Regions from separate parts of the Drosophila melanogaster genome. Here region 2 is linked to region 1. Evidence: chromatin contacts called from public targeted proximity ligation data. All regions are on one chromosome and are shown on one strand. The core of a region is the stretch at or near the end of the contact, and the rest is flanking DNA. Distances in the headings are between cores, read along the strand shown. Region 1 holds the start of lncRNA:CR45444 (long non-coding RNA:CR45444). Region 2 holds the start of SCaMC (Short Calcium-binding Mitochondrial Carrier).

The links.
Region 2: a targeted proximity ligation map of the Kc167 cell line shows a contact between it and region 1, with 4 times the contacts expected there. A contact is called at or near these places in 13 of 107 Hi-C or Micro-C datasets (the D17-c3 cell line, the Kc167 cell line, the S2 cell line and 4 more) and 1 of 7 datasets of targeted methods (the Kc167 cell line).

Annotation. Positions count from the first base shown.
Region 1 is chr3L:12,335,972-12,338,671 of dm6, reverse strand. lncRNA:CR45444 (long non-coding RNA:CR45444) reads right to left here and starts at 1,320. Exons shown (of 1, transcript NR_124903.1): 1 at 973-1,320. CG10418 reads right to left here and starts at 1,996. Exons shown (of 3, transcript NM_140313.3): 1 at 1,955-1,996; 2 at 1,826-1,893; 3 at 1,436-1,762. The coding sequence starts at 1,957. The coding sequence ends at 1,546.
Region 2 is chr3L:12,413,592-12,416,295 of dm6, reverse strand. SCaMC (Short Calcium-binding Mitochondrial Carrier) reads left to right here and starts at 1,454. Exons shown (of 8, transcript NM_206345.2): 1 at 1,454-1,594; 2 at 2,210-2,704. The coding sequence starts at 2,393. ArfGAP1 (ADP-ribosylation factor GTPase activating protein 1) reads left to right here. Exons shown (of 5, transcript NM_079316.3): 3 at 1-21; 4 at 292-351; 5 at 427-1,270. The coding sequence ends at 960.

The sequences.
Region 1 (2,700 bases), core at 71-2,570:
TTTGTATAGTTTATTTTTTAATAAAACCCGAATGATCCCAGCGTAACTTTACGAGCTAACTTTTACGCGCCACGCACAGCTCAACACGTTGATGAACTAGGACGTACTGCAGCATGTGCCCCATAAATCCCCCAGAGCTCACATCCACCCGCCGGAGCACGGGTATATTACAAAATTTTTATGTGCGCCACAGGCTGAGGTCGCCCTCCCCACTCCACCATAGCGATAGGCCAGAAACGAGGACACTTTTCCCTTTGCCAGTGCCACCCATTCCGAAAATAGAAAGTCCGATGCGGAGAAAAACTTTCTGGCCCAAAATGCAAAACAATCTTTGCGAGCCGGAGTCGGACGAACAATGCGATGCGTCTCGAAATCTCAATTTAGAAGCTGCGCCGGAAACAGGAACCCAATTACCACAAATAATGAAAGATGGACTCCGCTGGGCTGGACTTAACTTCCCCCTTCAATTATGCGCAGTCAGACGAGCTACGAGTCCTTAGCACTGACCAAAAAATTCTGACTATAACCATTCAAAAATGTAATAAAAAAGGGAGGATAATTTCAGCGATAAACTTCCGGTTTCTGGTACCATTTAAATTCAATTAAGTGGAATATTACAAGGTAAAGATTCTGATGTCAAGCTATTTTTTTTTAATAATGACATCAAGCTTAAAAAGGAATATATGTTGCTAAGCGAACTAGCTTAGGATGGCAATAATTTGTTTATAAAAATTCTATTTACAATCAAATTTGGTAACATTATATTCGAAGTAGCTATGTTTTTTTTCTGCCTGTAGCCCTTCAACTTTTAATGGATCGATATTTCGTGATGTTCCGCTGACCAACTGCCAAAGTTTAGAACGCGATTCCCTGGCCATTCCGAAATGTAAATGCCGAGCGAAAAGTGTTCCACGAATGCGTATTTTATTTTAAGTACGAATTCCAGCAAACAAAGCCATTCGATGGCGGCTGGCGAAGAGGCACTTAAGGAGCGGGTCGAGGTCCAGAAAATTAAAAGCATTCCGCCAGGCTCCTCCATTTTATTGCGGATAAAAGGTTGAATTCGAGGGCCGGGCCATAATAGCAATCACAATCGTAAAACGGGCTGCAAGTACATACGAGTATAGTCGTGTGATATAGCAACCCATTGTGGAAACCTTGTATGAATGAGTCCGTGTATCCGGTGATGTGTAGACAAGGCATCCAGACATTCAGACAGCCAGTACATCGTCACAGCAATTATACAAATTTATGGACCATTATCAACATGACACAAAATTTGGCCCACAAGCCACACTTGGCTCTACTGGCTCCATTCAAGCGTGGAGCGATAAAAGCTGGGACATTTGCGCAAGCGTAGGGAGCAGCACCCACGGTAACCTCGAGACTGACTCATCGAAAACTGATGGGCCGTAAATAACGTACATAGCGACTTAATACGGGGATTCCTCTTATTGGTTTTGCTTTAACAGAATTTCACTTAGGTTTTTAGGACAGTTTACGAAGCAATGGGTAGATCCAATTGGGCTGCTGGTAGTGGTATTCTTATCTTGTGCTCACAACAGCCTCCTTTCGCGCCGCATCCTGGAGCAGCTGGGTGTCCACCTCGTCGCCCGGCAGCTGCACGTATCGCACCACGGAGCCACGGATGAAGCAGTTCTTGACGCTCAGCATGTGGGGGTACTTGTCCGGATCTGTGACACTGATATCCGTCAGCTTGATGTTCAGGTACTGATCCACCGAGTGCAGGGTGCCACATATGCTGTTTAATTATAAAGAAAGTATTAAAAATTCCTCAATTTACCGGCAAATAAACGAATCTCACCTGAGGTCGTTTTTCAACTCCACAACGACTTCCTTGCCCACCAGCGACTTGAAGAAGGAGTAAAAGAGCTGCAGATTACATAAAGCGTTAATGTTAATTCTTAAATTCACAGTTATTTCGGTTTTGTACCATTGTTATTGTTTATTGCAATTTCGACGAACGCGTTGTTTTTTTTTAGAGATGTGCACTGTAAAAATAAAAAACTATCGATCGCTGTTTTAAAAAATACATATCGATACATTTCATGTGTGATTGTGAGTAACGATATTCTATTAACATTTGGCTTATAAATATTACTTTCATAAAATTTGATCAAAAATTAATGTATATTAAATCTTTAAACTGTGTGGCTTAAAAGGAATTAAGCAGTAGCTGAGCTGCCATCTGTTAATTATTTCTATCCATGTGGCAACGCTTTGTCGTCGCTATTGGTCGAGTTTCATAAAAGCCAGCTTTGTACGGGCAGCATTTTGGCGGGCAAAAAAATATGGTTTTTAAATAATATATTTCGGTCAATTTATGAAGCTTTACTAAGGCATTCATAGTATTCACAAAAAAAAGGTGTATATATTCGCAGTCGAGTAAATACAGTAAACGCAATAAGTTTTCTTTTTAGTTATTGTGCTCTTTATTTATTATCAAGCATCAACGCATCTTAAATGGATTTTTCGATAATACGGCAAATAAAAAATTTAAAATAAATTAGGCTGTGTAAATAAATACGAAATAAATAAATAAATATTCTTACAATTATATAAAAAAAAAATTAATTTTTTAAAATAAGAGACGATATTACCGATAAAAGACGAAGGATAAAAAATAAGAAATAAAGGAAAATCATGCGAAATAAAAATATTAACAATCGCAAGTCAATC
Region 2 (2,704 bases), core at 205-2,704, 77 kb before region 1:
GTCAATTTGGCCTCGACAAAGGTGAGTCCTGCGCCTCAGCTCGTATATCTTTCAGATTTTGATTCCTTATTTGCCTATTCTCTTCGATTTGGTTCAATATTATGTTGATTTTGTATTCTTTTGGTTTATTATTAGTCTGCTGATTAGTTTTAAATAATTTAAAGCTGTAGAAACCCACCTTAACAACAAAAGAGAGCAAAATCCCTTTAGTTAATCCCCATATTTGTTTGTTAATTTAATTGGTACACCTTATTGTTTGTATTATTTATTTGCATCTTTTTTTGGTTGTAGATTAAAGAGGGAACTCTGCTAGATTCCGTACAATGCGGAGTTACCGATGTAGCCAGCAAGGTCTGTAGTTCCCCATCATCCAGTTAATCTTCTCTAAACCCACATCCCTCTAACATATAAACATACCGATCGCAGGTCACCGATATGGGCAAACGAGGTTGGAATAATCTGGCGGGCAGCAACATTTCGTCGCCGCAGGGCGGATACAACGATCCCAACTTCGAGGACAGCAGCGCCTACCAGCGTTCCAATTCCGTGGGCGGTAATCTGGCCGGAGGCTTGGGTCAGCAGAGCGGCGTCAGCGACAGCGACTGGGGCGGCTGGCAGGACAACGGCAACAGCAAGTCGCACATGACCAGCTCGAGTTCGTACCACAATCAGTTGAGTAGCAGCAGCGGCGGCGGTACCGCCTCCGCCGGCCTAACCCGCGACGCTGACTGGTCCGGCTTCGAGGCGACGAACTATCAGAGTTCAGAGACCTCCTACCAGAACGCTTCGTCCGGCGGATCGACAGCTCGCCGCAACATGAAGCTGCAGGACACATCGCAGAAGCTGAGCGAGGGCTTCGAGAGCCTGGACGTGAAGAGTGTGAAGCCCAAGACGGCAACGGCCTCGTCCGCCAACAAAGGCACTGCCGAGGACGACGCCTGGAATCTGCTGATGAACTAGAAACCGTGGCGAGCAGCTTATGCGATTGTATTTTTTGTATTCCATTCGGTTGTCAAGTTGTGTCTCCTTTGTTTTATGTGTCTCTTGATGTCTGGCCCCGAGGCTGCTATGCGCGCATTTAATGTAACCAACTGAATTGTGTATTCATTCTTCGACTTCAAACATAAAGTGCAACTATTCCCGATTATTTCCACAGTTTAGACCAATTTTGTATAGATCTACTTAACTAACGAATTACTTAGCTTAAAGTGTATGCCAGGATACTGCGAGGGATGCGAGATGAGAAAATACATATTATGTTAACAAGTGTAGTCGTTCGTTTTTTAAATGGGCGGTTTTAAATTCAAAAAATATAAATATTTGCAAATTTAAAAAATACATTTAAAATTAATAGTGTTACCCTACAATTCCACATTTTAAAAACCACAAATAGGTTTGAGTCACGGCTAAGCAGTGACGCGATGCATTTTAGGGTATTTTCGACCACACAAGAAGTATATCTAGATAAACGTTCGTGGTCACACTGGCAAACCCAAAAAATTAAAATTGAAGAGTTCTGCGTGAATCGCTTTAAGCCACAAAGTCGCCGAAATAGCGTAAAAGCAGACGAACTCTTAAATAGCTCGACCAGTAGGTAGTGACCACAGAAAAAGTGGGAAATGCAATTGAAGCTTGCCACTTTCTTTTGCATATCCACATTCCTTTCGCCTGCATGTGAGCGTGTGTGTGTGTGTGTGCATGAAAATCGAGTGCAGAATAATTTTTGCCAAATTGGCAACAATTTGCAAGCGTTTCGAGAGAAATTTGAGTCACACCTGTCTGGAAAATGGGCGGAGAATTCAGAAAAGAATGTAGAAAGTGTGTGAGAGCGTGAAGAATTCTTCGGTTAAAGCTACGCTTTGCAAAGTAGAAAGTTCGAGTTGCTGGGGGAAAGTCTCCCTTTTCCCAACACTCCCCCCCTCTACCACGACTTTTGGAGACATGTGCGTGCGTGTGCGTGAAGCTGTGGGTTTTTCAAGGTTTTCCGGAAAATCGCTGGCCTTCAAAATTAACTGCGAAAATCAATGGGATGTGGGTTGTACGCGGGATCCTGAAAATTGGCACCTACAATGTACATATGTAGTTCTCCAGCCAAGAAGAGGATGACTTCATCGCGGGGAAATTCGATACGTTGAGCTGTTTTATTTATCTTTCGCCCAGACATAACATTATAAACTAATGTGTATACAACACTCGATACCTCTTTCAGACGACTGTTTTTCCATTTGACTTGCCAAGTAGTGCAAAATGAGCCGGCCATAAGAGCAGAGCAGCTGATAGCCCAACACGTAATCCCCCAGAGAATCGGAAACCGAGCAAACCCAGAGAAATCCTTCAGCTGCCAGTTAAAGAACAGAAAACTCAAGGTAAACTGTAAACACGAGTGTGGAGAATGGTCAGAAAGCAAGTTGGAATCGAAAACAGTGCATCCTTAGCAGTAAGCAAGCAGCAGGATCAAAAGGAGCAGGACTATAAGCCAGAGGATCAAAAGCAACAGCACATCGACATCGACTTGACGCCCGATCCGGCCAGCAACTTCAACTTCGCCCAGCAGGCGCAGGCCAACTACTCCGCCCGCACGCTAGCCGCCAGCTATGAGCACGGCCAAAATCTCGGCCTGCAACATGCCCATCTTGCCACCAGCAGCACTACCAACACGCCCTTGGCCTATGATCTGCACGAGGTCGCCAGCTCCGGCTCCATC